Regions from separate parts of the Mus musculus genome. Here all the other regions are linked to region 1. A link is a contact called in public HiChIP or PLAC-seq and Micro-C data. All regions are on one chromosome and are shown on one strand. The core of a region is the stretch at or near the end of the contact, and the rest is flanking DNA. Distances in the headings are between cores, read along the strand shown.

Region 1 (4,739 bases), core at 1,192-3,691:
GGGTGGGGGTATCCTTCCTGTGGAAGATCTTGGCAATTTGTGCTTGGAATTTGATGCATTAGTTCTAAAATTAAATAAAGATCCTATAGCGTTCTTCAAAGAAATATGGTGTGGCGCTATGACAAAACACATTTTTCAAGTTCTGACCTCTGGGAACTTCAAGTAGCTTCATATTTCAGTCTGACATTGCTCACAGGCTACTGTCGAGCTGCTAGAGCCGGGGCAGTTATCCATATATTGTTTTCACTGCCCCATCAGCTTTTTAGTCCAGGAAGGTGAAAGGTGTAAATAAAAAATAAAGATAAAAATAAAGGAAAGCTACTGATTTATAATAACTTCTCAGGAGTCCCCTGGGAAGAAGCCCTGGCAATTAACCCTAATGAGTTTAAAGTAACTTCCAACTCTTCATTTCCCCAGAACTGTAAAAAGTACATCTGTGCTAACCAGTGAGTGTATATGTATGTGTGTGTGTGTGTGTGTGTGTGTGTGTGTGTGTGCCCAAGTGCATGTGTAACACACAGTAGCATGTGTGTTACATCAGTCAGGATCTTTTCCTGTAATTTAATACCCTCCTTTCCCAGCCTTCCAAGGGGGTCGGAGGGGGAAAGAGTATCTTACCAGCACTTTGCTCCATCACTTCTTTCTGACACATGTCTTGAACGTTCACGGTGCAATTTACGATGAACTCAGGGGATGAGCAATCGTTGTTCAGCTGGAATTCTTCACACTGGTAGCACTGAATTTGCAGCGCCAGCCCTGTGGGACAGATGCGGTGGGGTTCAGAAACACTGGTTAAGATCTGGCTTGCACAGAGCACATCCTGGCTGGCCGGTATCACCGTGTACTGCCCCAGACAACAAGGGCTTCTGGGCTCTGCATCCTGATGTTCAGGAAGGCTGGAGGTGCCTGAAGCCAGCAGGGGGCGGCGGCATCAGTTCCCAGGGTCTAGGAGGATAAAGCCCTGCCAGAGACCCTACATTTCTTCTCTAGACACAAACAGCTCCTATAACACCCCTCCGGCCTTTCCGCAAGAAGTTGCAAAGAGACCGGTGAGAGTTCAAATCCCAGATCAAAGTAGTGGGGTACAAGCTTGAGCTCCTGTCTGAGCCTAATTACTAATTGGCTACAAATTGGTTAATTACTATTTTGGCACCGTTCATAATTGCATTGGCTGACGCGTTTTCGGTTTTATTTATTTAATCTTTTAAGTCAGCGTTCATGGGCTGAGGCTCTGATGCTTCCTGGAGACCACCCTGCAACCTGGGGGGGGGGGGAGGTGCTGGATGCTAAGTATCCCTGCTCAGTCCTCCAGCTCAGGCTCCCTTCTTGTGATCAGCGACAGGGGCAGCTGCTGCTGAGGGTTGGAGAGGATGTAATGAGAGAGTGCCTGCGTTGGATGTGCGCGTCTGCTTAGGGACCACCACAATGCAGCCCTTTTAGACCTGTCTTGTGACCCCTTTTTTTGAAAAACATGGCTGTTGGAAAAAAATTCTGATAGCTTAGAGTCCGCGATCAGGAGCAGTTACTTACCATATTTTCCTGGTTGCTCTCCTCTGATCTGGGAGCTTCTCTTTGGGCCGCATGCCCCTTCCTAACACCCTACCGATCGCAGGAAGAGCACAGCTAGCTCACTCAGTCCGGAAGGGCTGCTCCCCCGCCCCCAGCAGAGGATTGTCCGGCGAGTCGCTCACCTGTCAGCGTCGCCGCTCCCTTGGGTGGCCACAAACACTGGGTAACTTGACTAGGTTGGAGGCTTGTCGCTCCTTTTCCTGTCTCGCCCAACTCAAGGACCCTCCCCAATCCCAGCTCTGTATCCCCGACTGTGTACCCCACGCAGCTGCAGCCAAGAGTCGCGCCAATCTGCCGCTCTCGGCTCTCCTGCAGCGCGGGACTTGGAGAGCGTCCCAGTCTAGCGCCTTTGGTCTCAGTTTCCAGCACCAAACTCCCGCTGGGTAGCCCCAGCGCAGCGCGGACCACAGCTGGGCGCACTGGGGCTGAGAGCAGGGACGCTTGGCGAGATAGCAGGAGCGTGTCTGGCCAGGCAGCTGGCCTCTTCATCTTCTTACCTGGAAGCCAGAACAATCCGCAAAAAGTTGCTGCGATGCCGAGAACCCACATCCTCCCGGATCGGCAGGGCCGGGAGCGGGCAAGAGCATCAGAGACCACGACCGCAGCGGAGGCTGTTCTGGCCGCGGCGACAGTAGCTGCCGAGGCTGCCGAGGCTCGCGCTGCTGCCGCCCAAGCGACGGCTGCCACCGAGAGGAGCCGCAGGTGTCGCCCGCGGCGCCCGCATCGCCCGCGCCGGGGGCTCCCAGAGGCTGGTCCCAGGCTCCTTGGATTCGCGCTCCCTGGGGCGGAGCGCAGCGCCTCCGGAGGAGTTGGCTGCTGAGGCTTGAAGAACTACTGGCGATCCGGAGCACCCAAAAAAGTCTCGCCTCTTCTGCCCCCACCCCTCCCACTCCGGGTACCACGTGACGGCTGCTGAGTTGTGGTGGGGGTGGAGGGCGGGGAAGGCTGGGACTGTCTCTCTACTGTCCCCACCCCTTTCTGCCACCCTTTTAGCCTACCTCCTCTAGTTCCTTGGAAAGGAGCGCCTGCTGGGTTCGGGAGTAGTGTTGACAGAGGTTAGGAATAAGGAGGTGACTAGGGCGCAGCAGGTGCCATCAGGACCTGTCCTATGCGAACTCGGAGACCCGAGTGCTAGGCTGCGGTACCCTTCCCTTCCAGGTGTTATGTTCCCTTTCGGTGCTAACAGTACCCTTGCAATTGGGTCTCGCCCACCCAGCCCGGCGTCTTCTATCACTCGCTGCCCCCTGGCCCTCTGGGTGACTGCCCTGGATAAAGCGAAGGGCTGTTTCTGAGCACCTGGCAAAGTTGCGGAGCAGCGAGTTCCCTGGGGTGTCCGACGCAGCCGCGCCTCTTCCTGAGAGAAACCCACCTCACTGGCCACCTGGGTCTTCCAGCAGAATGCCTGCGAGTACGATGGTGACCCTACCGCAGCTAGCTCGCTTAGCCCAACCACCATCTCCTCACCTGCTTGCATGCACCGCAGGGGGATGCATTGACTCAGCCTCGGTCTCCTAGCCCAGAAATAAAGCTACCTGGGGAGTGGACACCCGGATCTGTGCTCTCACTGAAAAGCAAATGGGTCTGACTGCTCCCCCAAGCCACCAGCTATGGGTATACACTCCTTACAGCGCTAAAGCATGGCCAATTGGCCATAGGCTGCCTCCCTCCTCCACTACTCCCCTTTCTGACAATTCTAAGTGACCCACCTTGCGTATTCCCGGGACACCACGGTGTTATTTTGCCTTCCTGGTGGAGCTTTGTGGAAGACTGTGCTGTGCACAGAGCAGGCAGTCGCAGCTCTTGGTGCCCCCGCCCACAACCCCCGCGCATTTCCACCCACCCCCACCCCTGATTTGGGATTTGGGAGATTCGGTGGAAACCCGTGGCTAAGCATCACCCCTCTCCTGTGAGGTCTCCCGAGGGGAAGTGGTCTCTCAGCTGGGATGTGATCATTTATGTCCCTACCCTGCCAGCAGAGCAGGTTTGAAAGAGGCATAAATGACTTTCTTGTAATTCCTTTGCAGAGATCGGTCCATAGCTGCCTCAGGCTCATTCTCCCCCACCCCTCCCCCTCATTTCTAGCTGGTTAACTCCTTGGGGAGACAAGGATGCTTTGCCCATTACTCGCTTGTCTGAAGTGTGGATCTTAACAATTGTTCGAATTACTATTACAGTAGCAAGAGGGTTGGCTTATTTATTCTTTCAGGGAAACCTCTCCACAGAGCAAGCGTGAGACATAATTATAATAATCACGGGACCAACCTCTCCCTGAACAAAGTTCTTTTCTGCTCTTATAGGGTGTAATTGTGATAAGACCTTTATTCCAAAATGAAATGAAACAAAAGAATTTTTTCTAAAGACAAGGAGGATACTTTACACGCAGCTTGAATTTAAGGTAATGAAATCCAAATACAACAAATTGCACAAATACAATAACACTGGTCATACAATACTCTATAAAGATACAAGTGTTCTAAGGTAACCACACAAATCCTAAACATAGCTCTAGTCTGCCTGGTCTGTAGGCTTCTGTACAGAAGGAATTATAAATAGTTCACGTCTAGAAAAAATACACATAACCTTTAAAATAGAATTTATCCTCCCATATAAACAGTCTTTAATAGAAAAAAAGGATATTAAAAAGTAAGAAAGTTTCATAGCACCAACCATTCATTTATTTTTAAGATATGGCAAAGAGTACCCAGGTTTTAATAATAATATAAAAGCAGGGAAATTTAAAAAGAAAACAGCAAACACTCAGAATTGTGAGAAATACAATGGAGAGGATAGAAGAGGTTGGGAGTGAAGCCTGCTAAGATCTGCTCCCTTCCGCATCATCTGGTGCCATCTAATCAGTGCTCACACTCTAATTCTTCAACAGAACACCCATATCATCACATCTTCCTCGAGACAATGTGGCAAGTGGACCACCCAATCGAGAGAGACCTTCAGAACAGGTGACCTCCACCCCTCTGGCTTTCCTGCCTGCCCCACGCTTCCATTGACAGTATATGCACAAATGAGTTGAGGACCAAGATGATTATGTTCACAAAATCTTCAGCTGGGGTTTTTAAAAAATATATTATCAACTTCTAGAACTTAATGCATCGTTTCAAGAGCATGGCGCCAACTCTTTTTATTGCTATCTTTCTCCCCCTACAAATATAATT
Region 2 (5,118 bases), core at 978-3,477, 350 kb before region 1:
GATCTTGACTGATTCACTATATCAGATGTTAAAAGACGGAAAAGCTTGTGCTGGAATAATATGGTGTATGGGTATAACCAAATACCTACTATGTAGTACAGTAACTTCAAGTACTTGCTACACTGTGGCTATGTACTCTGAATGATAAGTTTTTTCCCTTTCCTTTTAAAGACGGCGCACTTTCTTGGGAGTTGATGGAGCCAGCCAATACTTAGAAAGAGGATGGATCAGATTTTAAACAGGTAAAAACAGATAGAATGTTAGAGTTTTACTGCTGTGAACAGACACCGTGACCAAGGCAACAATATAAAGACAACATTTAATTGGGGCTGGCTTACAGGTTCAGAGGTTCAGTCCATTATCATCAAGGCAGGAGCATGACAGCATCCAGGCAGGCATGGTGCAGGAGGAGCTGAGAATTCTACCTCTTCATCTGAAGACTGCTAAGAGAATACTGACTTCCAGGAAGCTAGGGAGAGTGTTTTAAAGCCCACCCCCACAGTGACACACCTACTCCAAGGCCACATCTCCAAATAGTGCCACTCCCTGGGCCAAACTTATTCAAACCACTACAGTATGCTTAATCATTTGTTCTTAACTGAATGACCAAGCAAGTTGTGTTTGTTTGTGTGCAGGAGTGTACAGACAGAGGCCAGAGACCATTAGGTATCCTGCTCTGTCACTCTCCTTACTCCTTACTGAACCGGAAGTGTCTGGCAAGTAGCAAGACAGATCCTTCCATCTCTGCCTCTCATCGTGCTGGGGTTGCAAATGTGCACATGACCAAGCCCAGCTTTTTACATGGGCGCTAGGGATCTAAACTCAGGACCTCATGCTTGCACAGCAAGGACTTTTGTCCACTAAGTTATCTCTCCTGTTCCAGCAGTGGGTTTCTCAGTGACTAGAAGTGTTTGATGCCAGGAGTTTTTTAGAATCCGACCAGATCACAAAATGTCCATCTTAATTTTAGTCATAAGACTTTGTAGACAAAGTTAAAAGAGAAGGATGAAACACAGTGACTACATGAGAAAAAAATATTTCCTTGCCTCATTTGATAAAAATGCTAACAATGCAATTGTGGCTACAGAAGCCTTAAGTCTCGTGTTAATCTAAATATAAATCAGGATCCTGGCCAATTTTTCAATTTTATGGGAGCTTCAATACCCATAAAACAAAAACCCATGGTTAGCATCTGTGGAGGTCTTATGTGTCACAGGCTGAACTGATTTGTTTGAGAATGTATGTATACTGGGTGTAAACATACAGCCGAGGCACTCACATGGTTTTATGGCTTTGTTTTTGTTTTTTTCTTCCCATAAAAAAAGTGAGGGCCAGGGAGATGAATAACCTGGTCTACAACTTCTAACTGCAAGAATGAAGCTCTAGTTTACGGACAAAAACGATCTAGGAATCCAACGGGGCGCCAAGCTACACTGCCTGATTTTAGAAAGGGCTACTGGAAAATGCTTGCTTAAACACTGGAAGAAATGGTGCAGTCAGCTTTCGCTTCAGGGCGGGGCAGTGGGGAAGTCTGGCAGCCTTGCCAGGGCTGGGTTCTCCCTCTTCTAGACATCCCCGCCCTCTCCGCTCTGTTCTCTTCCCTTCTCTGTTCCTTCGCGCCACTGTCACGACTCCAAGCCACAAGCCTGTTCAAGGCTGGCGTCCACACTACGGCAACAAGAACCAGGAAACGTGCCCTCCCCCGGTCCGAAGTCGCGTCCGGCGTGACGTAACCTGCGCGCCCGCAGTCTTTGGGCTAGGGGGCGGGGCCGCTGAAGCTGACTGGACAGGGGCGGGGACTGCCGGGCTGTCTGGGGGGCGGGGCTCTGGGCAGACCACCCAGGCCTAGGGTATGGATTGTCAACTGGGGGAGGAGGCAGAATGGACGCCGGGTGGACGAACTGAGAGCTGAGCTTGACCGGTTGACTCACTGAGTGATGGGGAGGATGTCACCTAGTTGGTGGACAAGCTGGGGGCCTAGAGTCTCCAGGATGGGGTCCAGGGTACCCGGAGCGGTTCCTGTCTACCGGGATGCGCTGCCAGGTTCGCTACCCAGGGGCGGAGCTTGACTGGGATCTCGCCTAGCTAATTGCTCAAAGGGCAGCTCTAGGTGGTCAATAGGTCGGGGGTGGAGTCTGACTGGCTGACGGGCAGGAGGCGGGGCCTGCCGGTTGGCCAGCCGTGGGATGGGCTTGTTTGGCCAGCAGTGGGCGTGGCCTGGCTGGCTGACCGGCCGGGGGCGGGGCCTGGGCCGCGGCCGCAATCCGGGCCTCCAGGACTCTCGCTGCCAGCGCCGTCCGGTGGCCTGGGTCACTCCCCTCCGTCGGGGCCGAGTGCTGTGACAGCCGCGGCCTTGAGCCGAGGGGCAGCGCAGCTTCTTAAGTTGGGCTTGCTGTGGGGCACGATGCTGGGGTCTGTGCGTGCGGTGTGAGGCGGCGGCTCTGGGCGGCGGGCCGAGCCGGGGCCGCTCATGGTGCCGCCACGACTCCATCGAGGGGCAGGAAGGCCAGGTAGGCGGTGGGCCGGCGTCCGCGGCCAGGGAGGACGGGTCAGAGTTCTCACGCCCCTCACGAGGCAAGAGGCTGGGTTTTCCTCATGTCTTTCCCTCGCCAAGGGGCGGCTTCCCTGTGCCAGCTGTTTTCTGTCGTGACTGGGCGGGTGGGGAGCGAGGATGATCCTGGTTCTCACGTGAGGGGAGTGGACCCTCGCACATCACTTCCTGTCAGCGAGCTGAATCCCCTGGAGATGGGGGGGTAAGGACACGCGTGTCTAGACTGCCAGGGGCGGATGTCCTGAAGGGAGAATCTAGAGAGTTCTGTTTATGAGACTTCGAGGATCCGTTTACAGCACTCTTCAATGTGCCATATGTGGAATCTTCTTCTCTCTCTCTCGTTTTTTTTACCCGCCTGGTACCCAGGACCTCTTTGAGTATAACCTTTTATTTTTGGGGGGCTGGGAGGTGTCAGGTCGGGGACAGGTCTTAGGTATCCGAGACTGGTCTCAAAAATCACTTTGTAGCCAAGGGTAACCTTGAACTTCTGTCTTCTGCCTTACAGGCATGCACCAGCACACCAGGCTTATGGCCTGGTTCCGCACTCTACTAGCTGAGCGACACCGCTAGCATGGGATTTCTTGTTTGTATTTGTTTTGCTGTTGTTATTATTTTGTGACACAGTCTCATATGGCCCATGCTGGCCTTGAACTCAGTATGTATTCTGACTGACTTTGATCTTCTGATTCTCTGGTTTCCCCTCCCCCCACACCCCACACTTTCCAAGTGCTAGGATTATAGACACGTGCCACTGTGCCCAGTTTGGGAAGTGTTTGGGATGCAACCCAAGAACTCATGCATGCTAGGCAAGCATTGCACTACTAAGCTACATGTCCCCAGGGTGGCTTCTGTTGCATACATTTTGATAGTCCTTGAAGGTGAAGAGTGGAAAAGATGTGATTTTACACTTGAACTTTCCCTAAGCGTTATTTCTGTGGTGCTGTTTTAGGTGGGCTGAGTTCTTTACCTCCATTTGGACTGGGCTCTGCCCGCTTTGCAGGCATTGCATTTGAGGATCTCAGAGAAGCCCTTGCAACAAGGTAAATTCTCATGTTATCAGTAAAAAGCAGAGACTACTAGCAAATGTCTCTTGTTTCCTTGGGCTGGATTTCTAATTTTTATGTGGTTCTTCTCAAAGAGGCTCTAATGAGATCTCTGTTTTCTAAACTAACAGACTGCAAATGGTTTATGTGTTTATCATGAACCGTGTGAATTCCCAGAGCAGTGGTTTCAGTCAGCGCAGGCGAATGGCCCTGGGGATAGTGATTCTCCTGCTGGTTGATGTGATATGGGTGGCATCCTCAGAACTCACCTCGGTATGTATTTCTCCACCAATGATGTTGCACTGTGATAGAATTAACATGGACCTAGAGGATTTTGCTAATGATGTAGGATAACATATAGTGTCAAGCTATAGTATTTTCATGCTTCTAACATCAGTATTTTAAATATTGTTGAATTCTTTGTTTTTCTTTGGTACTGAATTAGTGTCATTTAAAGTAAAAATTGACAGGATGCTCTTTGTTGTTTTCTGAAGGTACAAAAACTTTGTGTGTATGTGTGTCTATATATGCACATGTGTGCACACGTGCCTGTGGAGGCCAGAAGGGGGCATCTGAGTCCTTGGAACTTAGATAATTGTTAGTCCTGTAACGTGGGTACTGGGGACTAAACTCTGAAGGAATACTAAGCTCTTTGAATCATGGAGCCATTTCTACAGTCCTACCTACAGCTTTCTCACATTTGTAGGAAACATATCTCAGAAGATTTTTTTTTAATTACATAAAAGGTGGTTTTGTGTTAGTCAAAATTGAATTTATTTCTTCATAAATACTGTTTTTTAGGGAACAAACATTGAGGGACAGTAGAAAGTAAGGGTCTGGGTATATAGCTTAGTAGATTCTTGATACATAAGAATAAATTTGAAAAAGAGGGTATTTTTGGAAAATAAACATAAGTCATCAGATTTTTCATGTATAAGCCACTGTTATCCACATGCATACACTGGTGAATCCACACTTGTGTGTTTACTGAGTCACACATTTTTATCAAAATTGCAGTGTTTGGCTTCAGTTAAGCTGTTTGTTAATCGATGTCTCATTGGGAGTAGTGTGGTACTTTGAGTTTATAAGCTAATTTTACTTTGAGTTTGTATACTTCTTTTTTGTTAATGATCCTTGTAAGAAGAAGATAACAATTTTGTTGTTTATAGTTTTTATTACATTTATTTATTTACTTATTTATTTAGATGTATGTGTGTGTAAATGTGCCAAGGATTTAGAACACAAAAGTTGTAGATTAAATTATAATTTAACAATTTATATCTAGAGGTTAGAAAAGTTATTGAGGCATTATGTTGTATACAGAATATGTATTTTAGGGTACTTTTGTTTATTCTGTTTATTTATTTGTTCACAGGGCAACTTGTGGAAGTCTGTTTTCTCCTTCTATTTTATGGGTCCAGGGATCAAATTCATGTTATTAGGGTTGGTAGCAAGAGCCATTACCTACTGAGCCATCCGGCTGTCACAACTTTTATTTTCAGAATTAATCACTTAGGCTTCACA
Region 3 (4,600 bases), core at 672-3,171, 480 kb after region 1:
AGGAACCAATGAAAAACTAAGACACTCTGTCGCTGACTTAATTTGGGGTGACACTTGGAAATGCTCTTTCTCTTCCTGCCTTATTACACAGGATTCCGAGGTCTTTCTCGTCTATCTTCTAATCCATGGGTAAATTTTCCATGAAGGTTAACACCTGCCTTCTTTTCTCAAACTTGATGCTTCTCTTAGAACACGCCCACCTAATTTACACTGTACCCTACATTCTGATAGGCTTTTTATTTCTCTTAGCATATTTATAATTATATACAATAGCTTCACTGTGAGATTTTCACACACATTCGTGCATGCACACATAACCCCTCACACACACATACACACACATGGCATTTTGATCATATTCTGATGTTCCCTCCCCACTTTTCCTCTGCATTTTCTCAACAGGTCCCCTTGTGCTTTCATGTCGTTTTAGCTTCATATTCAGCTGAATTTCATTAGAGCTGCTTATGACAGCATGGGAAGGAGCTACTTACAAGACCATGGCAAACGTACCAGAAGCGACACTGTTGAAGAATATGTCTCTTTTTTCCTGACATATTTAACATCTTTAACTAACGGCCTACAGGTCCTCATGGAAGGGTGGTACTTTCAGAGCCCCTGCCTCTTCTATGACAGAATATTGATGGGTAGAACTCATGAAGGCTTGGGGCAGACAATCACAACTGCTTTGACATAAAGTTCAAAGGCCAAATCCTGCTTAAAAGATAGCATCCCATAATACGCCATCCCTTCTACTTGTACCGTCTTTCTGCCTGCAGTGCCCTCCATGTTTCCTGAACCTTACATCTATGTCATCTTCTCTCATACTCTTACTGTTTAGCTCCAATAAAAACAAAACAAAACAAACAAACAAAAAATCTACATGTCACGCTAACACTTGCTAAGAATTCCATATACAGCTCTGTGTCACCTCCTCCAAATCACTGCGTGGTTAAGACGAGGACGAGACTTAGTCTTATGCTTGGTAAGAACCTACCCATCATAGTAGCAAAGCGCTGAGTGGTCCAAAACTGCAGTAAGTGCTTATTAAGGGTGACTGTCAGTGACCACTTTTAGTCTTAATCCTGATGCTAACAATAATATACAGATATCTTGATCTTAAAAACCTCATACAGTTTCCCCTGCTGGTTTTGTCCCATGTCCATAACTTTCTCCTGTGGCATGTAGAACGCAAATCCAAGTTGCTGTTTGTCTCACCTGCTCAGCCCCTTTCATGCATTAATTATTAAGTCATAAATTTAATTTCTGCTAGGGCTTGCCTTCCAGAGCATTTGCAATTGCATTTATTAAGATTGTACCTTTTCCACTCATTCAGTTCAGCCCCCTTCGTTTTGTAGATCAGTGAGAGAGGAAAGAATCCTATTTAGACTAGGAATCTTTATATTGCTGTCTTTCCTCAGTGAATGGGTGTAATTATGTGTATGGGAAATTAGAGTGTTTGCTATGGTAATTATTCACTCTTCTAAAATAAGAGAATAATTATAATGTCAACATCTGACTGTACAAGTTACTGCTGAAGCATTTAAGTCTGCCACAAAGTGGCTCGCAGGATCCTGGCAATTAATATTAATTTTCCACAAATGCTTTCTATTCATCTGGAGAACATTCCAGATGGCCTTCACACTTCCCATTGCCTGGCAGAGACTCTTCTTTACATAGAGCTGTTTCTTCAAGCAACGCTTTGAGAATAACGGGCCTGGTGTTTACAGGATCAGCTTCAAGAGTTTGAGAGCAGACAGATTACAGGAGAAAATTCACAATTTTTTAAAACATGATTTCCGGCAGTTTGCTTAATGGTTGTTGGGAAATGCAAACATTCGCATTTCATCCTGGAAAGGTCAGCTTAGAAGAGTTAAAAGATCGTCATGGAATCGTGAGCCAGCTACAGTTCTGTGCTTCAGTGATTCCTTTCACAGAATCATCAGCCTTAGGAGAAGGTAAAGAAAGGTATTACACACTGAAAGCTTTCTGTGTGCTAATCTGGGAGGGAAGCGTTATAGAAATACCATGTTTATTTTTAAAAAAATCATTAAACACTAATATATGAGCTGAATAAACATAGTGCATCCATCAATCAAAAAGGAAAATGTGTTTTCTTACAAGAACGCCTAGGCAACCATTTATGTGTACACATTTATATACACATGTTGCTATAGGCCTGCAGAAATCAGAGGTCAAATTTGGGTATCTTCCATAAACCCAGGTCTCTCACTAGCCTGGAACTCCTTAATTAGGCAAAGCTAGTTGGCCAGAAAGTCCTGGGATTCTTCTTGTTTCTGTCTCCCTGATGCTACAATTTGAAGCCAGTTTGTTTGTTTGCCCGTTTGGTTGGTTGATTGGTTGGTTTTTAATGTGTGTTCTAGGATTACACAGAGGTCCTTATACTTGTACAGTATCCGATTTACTTACTGTGCTGTCTCCCCAACTCCCTAAATGGCTCCTTTCAAAGTACATTTAGCCCTTGATCAATCATATAAATGAAGGATAATGTCATGACACAGGACTGGTCCCCAGTGACAGCAGTGGTGAGCAAATGAAGACATGATAAATACGATTCATAAAAAAATATGCCAGTAGGGACTGGAGTCAACACGTATAGAACACCTGCTTCGGTGTGGTTGGACACATGCTCACTGAGGAACTGCACAACATGGCTACAAGTCTACTGTGAGTGCTTTAAGCAAGGGTTAGGACCCATGCTGAGAGGGGCCTGCTTTGAAACTCCTAGATTTTCCCTAGTTCCCACCCTGGTTGAATGCTTAGCTCTCTCTCATTCACAAGTGTTTTTTTTTTTTTTTTTTTCCTGGAACATTCTATCAGATCTGTCTGAACACAGCAGGAGTTGCTGTACCACATGGCAACATTAGTGCCTTTACCTTGCTATAGAACTTATAGTCAAAGGGAAACAGAAATCCTGAAAGATTGCTTTGAATTGTTAAGGAAAAAAGAGGCCCTAAAAGATGCTTATTTTTCTAGAGTGACCAGGCACATCTCAGGTCTCTCTAGCAAGGGACAAGGGTCAACGCACTCTTAAAGTCACTCTCTGCAGATGGCTAGAAGAGGAAGGGGTTACTAAAGAATAGGGGACTCTTGTACCTAGGCTAAAGATATGTTTATGTTCACTTTGCACCTCCATTTATAAATTATTATATGTATATGTGTATACATAAATATGAGCTCAAAACTAAATCTGTGCCTGAATAAGACACAGTAAAAATGAATGCTAAACATTTTTATTGTTACTATATTAAGATCCTGAAAATTAGTCTTGGAGATTTTACCTCTTTCAGGAAATCATAAGGCTAAGTTATTTTCTGGGCATTGCATGTTATAAAATAGGACTGCTTCCCTTTAACAGGTAGAAAAATTCATATACTGTTCAACAAACATGTTTGAGAGAGCCTAGAAATCCCAGGAATCATTACCAAAGGATTAAGTCGAACACGTACAATGCAGAACGTTCCAATTTGTGTTTGTTAGCTGACATTAAGGGGCAGGTGCGCCACTCGTACACAGTGGCTTCTCCTCTGGGGTCGGAGGGAATTGCAGAGGACCCATTAATGACAGACAGTTCCCTGTACTGAACATCTTTTACAAGTAGTTGTTAACAAATAAATGCTATGCCAGAGAGATTCTGTCTTTATTTTTATGTTTAATACAGAAGGAATCTATTCCTTAAAACTGTGGTTGAAAGCACTGAAGCCATGCTATAGTTACTACCAACATCAATACAATAGATGACAAAGCAGGCATATAGACATTTAAGTGCTGAGGATATGGTGCAGGAGGTAGATTGCTGGCCCTAGTTTTGAGCCCCAGCACCATCTATGATGGGCTTGAGGAGGCAAACATATCTGAAATCCCAAACACTCCAGAGGTAGAAGCTGGAGGACCAGAGCTTCAAATTTATCACTGGCCTAAGGCAGCTGGGAGTCCATCGGCTACTGGAGACCCTGTCTGAGAACAGTAACAGGAAAGTAACATTTAAACACACCTTGTGGGAAGTAGCTGATGCACAGACTCATTATTGTTCTAAGGGCTATGAATAAACACCTGCTGAGTGCTTGGCTCTAAATGAAACAGCTCTAGGACCCCTTAAAGTCTCAGGAAACATCACGGAAGACGTGGCAGAAAGAATTTAAGAGTCGGATGCTGGGAAGATGCAGAGTAAAAGATACCTTCTGGACATGGCATAGCCATGAGCTCTGAATACTCATGAGCTCTGTTGCAACTGTGTTTCTCTGCTCAAGACTGAGCCTGTCAACATTTCATCATGGACGGGGAAGGGCCCAAGAGACCAGTCCTCCTGGATGGAATACAGACAATTAATGGCTGCTGCAGGGTGTGAGTATCATTTTTTTCAGTAGTGGAGCCACTAGTAAGTTGCCCCTGCTGTGTCCAGCATGTAAACAACAGTGATTAAACCCTGTGGGGGCTTGTCTGGAAGAAGGGGTTCACCAAGAGAAGGAAAGAGATGACAAAGAGTGGTGCAAATGACAATGATCAAAAGTCATTATATGTGTATGAACCAGTCAAAGGACATTAATTAATTAATTAATTAATTAATTAATTAAAATTACAA
Region 4 (4,973 bases), core at 1,734-4,233, 420 kb after region 1:
TTGTTTGAATATATACTGACAGGCACTCTGTGCCTCAAAATTATAGAACCATCTTGTGATTCTCTTCCAAGATTAATGTGTTGATCTGAATCCAACTGGAATCAGCGAAGATGCCTCTGCTGCTACTTGGAGCAGTGAAGGGAAGCACAAAGACACGTGTTTTCAGGCTCTGACTCACTTCTGGTGAGGATTTTGTTTGCTGACCTTCTTCTAGAAACTTGGATGGTATGAGTAAGAAAAGGTCATTTTACAGCTTCACACAGTCCAGATGGTGACTCTTCACAGAGAATCTCCTTCTGGTGAAAGCTAGAAAAAGAGTTCTCACTGCCTACTTCTTTTACCATTTTGTTTCTGGCCAATATAAAAGAAGCTCTGTTTTGAGGACAAACTGTTTGCCTGTAATGGAAGGGTGTTTTTGCAAACATAGGAGAACATCGGGGGGAGGGGTTGAGGGGGGGGGTTGGAAGGAAGAATGTGCCAAGGCTCACCAGCCATTAGAATATGCATGCATTCCCCATCTTAGCCTACTGATGCTAGACCACTAGGGTACTAATAAAAGCCACAGTGAGAGCAGAGGCTGGAGTTAACCAGAAGAGTGGGGGGATAGAGGGTCTGGAGGCCAGAGTTTGGAGCACTCAGTGAAATGCATAAGAAGGTTTGCCAGTAGGTATGAGCTAATCTATGATTCTCTAATAGATGAGATAATCAGATAAGAGGAGCCTGAGGATGTGTGATCGCAAGCCCCTCCAAAGACTCCAGGGATACATGTGAACCACTGCTGTTACTCGGTGCACCCCTGCTTCTAATGTTAATAACTGCCAGCTTTAACAACTGAATTAGAAGGGAAGGTGGCTTAAGGAAGAGCTCCTCTGATCACCTGATAGACAAAGAGCTAAATATGAAATAGCTAAGACTGCAGATCCATCTTAGTGGCTGGGATAGAGTCAACTATTTGTCATAGAAAAACATCAAAGTGATCCTAAAAATGTGGGCACAAATGTGAACGAAGACAGAGTGGTACAGTGGAAAACACTGGAAACACCTACAAGATCTGATAGTGCTAAGGCTGGCAATATGACGAAGAGCTGAGAGTCAAGGTCAAAGCTGGAGGCATATAAGGATGACAATCTCGGGTTCAGCTTCTCCCAAGTGGATGTACCTCTCAAGAACAGTGCATCATTTTGGGCCTAGGTAGGCGACCTTTGAATTGGAATGTGATGATCCAAGCTCAAACCTCAACCAGAGTTCCTCCAGTTTCTGCCACTGTCACATGGGGAAATCCTTGACAAAGGAAATTCAGTGGGTTTTTTCCTCTATTGAAAGCCCCTCCCATCTGGTGCTGTTTCACCTTCCTTAATTTTTCATTTTCTGAAATAATTATTAAGAATTATTCCCTTTTTCCTGTTACCACTTTGCATATGTTCACAAGAGTCAATGTCACTAACCTTTTAGGCATTACATACAGAATTTGGGGTTGCTGTCCTTAGTCAATCTTTGATGGCTGTTAACATTCGATATCTTATATATTTGAATCATGTAAAACTGGGCCATGAAAGGGCGCATTGGTCTCGAAAACTCTATCATTCTTAGGAGCAATTTTCTCTACATTTCAGAATACTAAATATCTGTATTATTCAAGACATAGAGTGGCTTGTTCAGGAATCAGACACAGAACTTGATTCCAAGTTTCATGACTGCCAGGGCAAGACATGCTCATGTTTTCCAACATCAATCACAGGATGTATGCCATCTAAAAATAAGCCCCAGACAAAACCAAAACCTGACTCTCCTCACTGACGATGAAGAACACAGGAAGGTAATGGTTGGTCCTACATCTTTCTCCAGTCAGCCTCAGTACTATGGCCTCAGGTTCTTTATTTATAAAGCAAGAAGAATGTCTTAGACTAAAGAGGCCCGGTTGAACCTGAACATTGGCAGACCTGTTTCTGAACCCTATTAGGTCAGAGACACTATCATACAGCCAGAAAAGTTCTTGGATCACCTTTTATAAACTGATGGATCCCTGCATAGAAGCTGGAGGAGAAGCGTTAAGACCTCCTGGAGCCAAGCTCTTCGTGAAAGGAAAGGTCAAGTCTTGATTAGGATTCTGTAGTTCTTTCCTCCAAAGTGGAGCACTCCATCCTAGAAGGAAGCTTGTCAAGACCAAGCAAGTCAAGTAAACTTAAAAGGCTCTGAGAAATCCTGAAAGTTACAGGACTTACGAGGCTCTTCCCCACGACCATCAAATCAGCAACAAAACTGCTGTGGAGAGGAGACTCTCCCAGGGGCTGATCTGCCTGCAAGCTATGTAGGGAGGTACAGTGATAAAGATTTCAAGAGACTTTACCCATGAGGCAGTGGGCATTTAGTCAAACAGCTGTCTCTGAGCCACCCAGGCTCCTCTAATCACTCACTCAAGCTCCTGGAAATGTCTATTTCCCCCTTCTTGCTCCTGCAGATAACGCCCCACTCCAGCTCAAACAGATAACCCCTTCGTCCCTCCTGCTCCTGTGAGCAACCCCTCACCCATGTGCCTATGAATAATGTCTTGCCCATATTCCTTTTAGTAAACCCACACCCATGATCCAGTGAGTAATCTTTAAGCTATGTTCCTGTAGGTTACCCCTTACCTGTGCTCATATAAGTAACCCTTCCCCAATGCTTTTGTAAATAACTGTAATAAAGTCACTGGTTTACTAAATGAAACTAGGTTGGGATCCTTCTTTGGTTTGTCACCAGTGCCCTGTGTGGGGTGAGCAGACCTGCTCCCATCGTCCATGGAAAGCCAATATACAGCACTGGGTTTTTCCCTTCTCTCCTTCAACTGAGCAAGTTTTTAGAAGAAATAAAGCCCCACAATAGGAACTCACTGACAAGGGATTTATTCAACAAAGTGATCTCCACAGGCTATGCTGGGCTCGTTCAGATGCAGTTCAATACTCAGTCTCTTCCACATCTATATCTTTTGTCCTACGCAATGGTAATTGATGGTCAGCATCACAGCCCCGAGGTCCGGCAACTCACTGACTCATCAAAGGGAGATGCAATTATGTTCGTAGGGCCAGATGGACTATGGCAGCAAAGGGGACTTGGAAATTGAGGAGGGTTGAAACTAAAGATTTTCTGATTAATTCTTAGCAAGCCAAATTTAAGAAGGAAAGATTTCATTGTGTATAATATTCTAGTTGATAGGGAAAGATTTAAAAGTTGAATTACATTAAGATACTCGGACTTTCAAGGCTTCTGGGGAGATGGTTCACTTGGTAAAGTGCTTGTCATATCAAACTCAGGTCCTCATACCTGCATGACCCTGTTTCAAGAAAACAAGGTGGACAGTGCTTGAGGAATGACAGTGGAGGTTGACTTCTGGTATTTGCATGTACAAACACATATGCAGACGTAACCCTGCCATACATCTATGCAAATAAGCACGTGCCGCACGCGCATGCGCGCACACACACACTTAGCTGACATTTCACAGTAAGTTCATCTTTAGCATTTTTATGATATTTAAAAAAATTTTTGTACTATTTAGGATTACTGAGTACTGTGAATTACGATGCCTACTTTCTTTCTTTCTTTTATTAGATGCCTACTTTCAAGAAGTGTAAGACAGAAATATATTCTCAAAGTCAAAGACATATAGAATTAGTGAGAAGGGCACTGTAGCATGAGGAATCATGTCCTATGATGAGAAGTATATATACTGAAGGGTATCCTAGGAGAAAGGAGTAACACAGGGCTGGAAATATGGCCAAAGAACAGGGAGATGCAGTAGTTAAACTAGGCCACAGATGGAAAGAACAGGCTCAAGGTGACAAAGCAGAGTGCACACACTCTTCTAGAGTAGAGTACCTTAAAGTTCACAGTGCATAGACACTGAGTGGAGATCTATCAGAGTGTATGAGGACCAGATCCACAGAAGAAAAGAGGCATGGGTTAGGATATATAAATATATGCATGTGTTAAAAGACATTTGTGTTCTGGTTTTTTTCCTTTTATTCTTCTGTGTTAAAGATTTATTTATTTAATTTATATATATGAGTACACCATTGCTCTCTTCAGACACACCAGAAGAGGGCATCAGATTCTATTACAGATGGTTGTGAGCCACCATGTGGTTGCTGGGAATTGAATTCAGGACCTTTGGAAGAGCAGTCGGTGCTCTTAACTGCTGAGCCATCTCTCCAGTCCTTCTTTTTATTCTTCTTTTTTTTTTTTAAATTATTACTGTGAAGAAGTAACATAACCAAATATAATTTAGGGAGCAAAGAATTTATTTTAATTACACTTCTATATCACATTTCATCAGCAAAGAAGCTCAAGGCAGGAACCCAGAAGCAGAAGCCATGGAACACCACTGCTCTGTGACTTGTTCCTTTGTTCAGATTTCCTCTTTTCTTTCATGGTAGTAATTCTTAATATATTGTAATTTTTAAATTAATTAATTAATTAATTTTCTATTTATTCTCTTTATATCCTGTTCACTGAATACCTCCTGATCAACACCTCCCACAATTCTTCCCCCAGTCCCCTTCTCCTCTGAGTAGGTGGCCCCCTGGGTATCCCCAATACCTATAAGTGGATATTAGCCATAAAATACAGGATGCTCATGCTACACATCAGAGACCCAAGTAGGCTGGAAAGGAAGGAGGGCACAAGCAAGGATGCTTGTGTCCCACATGGAAGGGGGGATGGAATGGTCATATTCTGCTTTCAGAAACCCTAAAACACAGATTTCTCAAGTAAATACTCCTTTAGGAAACCATTTTTTACACTAATGTATTCTTTGTTGCTTAGGTCATCTTCAACCTCTCCCTTCCAACTCTAATCAGAGTTTTATTTCTTTGAACTTATAAGATGTAAGCTGATGCAAGAATGATAATGATTAGAAAGACCTGACAGAAGAGGGCCAACCCTGATACTCAGGGCACAAGCAGAAGAGTTCCCACCCTCAATAAGTGCCAGTGTTC

The links. A called contact is a pair of places that touch in the nucleus more often than the background predicts. HiChIP or PLAC-seq counts read pairs in DNA pulled down with a chosen protein or histone mark.
Region 2: a contact with region 1 is called in a Micro-C map of embryonic stem cells, with 3 times the contacts expected there. The contact joins the promoter of Slc35f5 here to the promoter of Lypd1 in region 1. A contact is called at or near these places in 7 of 39 promoter capture datasets (cranial neural crest, embryonic stem cells, frontonasal cranial neural crest and 4 more) and 2 of 484 Hi-C or Micro-C datasets (both in embryonic stem cells).
Region 3: an H3K4me3 HiChIP or PLAC-seq map of embryonic basal ganglia shows a contact between it and region 1, with 4 times the contacts expected there. The contact joins the enhancer-like site here to the promoter of Lypd1 in region 1. A contact is called at or near these places in 5 of 39 promoter capture datasets (Sertoli cells, cranial neural crest, embryonic stem cells and 1 more), 9 of 484 Hi-C or Micro-C datasets (the G1E-ER4 cell line, the HPC-7 cell line, cortical neurons and 5 more), 12 of 115 datasets of contacts at active chromatin or transcription factors (astrocytes, a beta-TC-6 cell line, craniofacial prominence and 9 more) and 2 of 9 other capture datasets (adipose tissue and liver).
Region 4: a contact with region 1 is called in an H3K27ac HiChIP or PLAC-seq map of VIP interneurons, with 6 times the contacts expected there. The contact joins the enhancer-like site here to the promoter of Lypd1 in region 1. A contact is called at or near these places in 5 of 39 promoter capture datasets (HPC-7-derived erythroid cells, the SN4741 cell line, cranial neural crest and 2 more), 1 of 484 Hi-C or Micro-C datasets (the HPC-7 cell line), 6 of 115 datasets of contacts at active chromatin or transcription factors (VIP interneurons, astrocytes, embryonic basal ganglia and 3 more) and 4 of 9 other capture datasets (adipose tissue, embryonic stem cells, liver and 1 more).

What each region holds. Positions count from the first base shown.
Region 1 is chr1:125,909,773-125,914,511 of GRCm38.p6, forward strand. It overlaps Lypd1 (Ly6/Plaur domain containing 1), which reads right to left and starts at 2,442. Exons shown (of 3, transcript NM_145100.4): 1 at 2,067-2,442; 2 at 619-756. The coding sequence starts at 2,118. Nckap5 (NCK-associated protein 5) reads right to left here. Exons shown (of 17, transcript NM_001081756.1): 17 at 3,864-4,739.
Region 2 is chr1:125,558,775-125,563,892 of GRCm38.p6, forward strand. Slc35f5 (solute carrier family 35, member F5) reads left to right here and starts at 2,228. Exons shown (of 16, transcript NM_028787.5): 1 at 2,228-2,510; 2 at 3,501-3,591; 3 at 3,726-3,867. The coding sequence starts at 2,471.
Region 3 is chr1:126,389,865-126,394,464 of GRCm38.p6, forward strand. All of the region lies in intron 4 of Nckap5 (NCK-associated protein 5), which reads right to left. Among named protein-coding and RNA genes, the nearest start is that of Gm35562, 350 kb to the left of the region's middle. Within about 2 kb of position 1,922, at least 6 of the 459 cell types and tissues checked have an H3K27ac peak or open chromatin away from gene starts, as enhancers often do. A contact at or near this core is called in embryonic basal ganglia, where this site is marked.
Region 4 is chr1:126,332,023-126,336,995 of GRCm38.p6, forward strand. All of the region lies in intron 5 of Nckap5 (NCK-associated protein 5), which reads right to left. Among named protein-coding and RNA genes, the nearest start is that of Gm35562, 290 kb to the left of the region's middle. Within about 2 kb of position 2,984, at least 4 of the 459 cell types and tissues checked have an H3K27ac peak or open chromatin away from gene starts, as enhancers often do. A contact at or near this core is called in VIP interneurons, where this site is marked.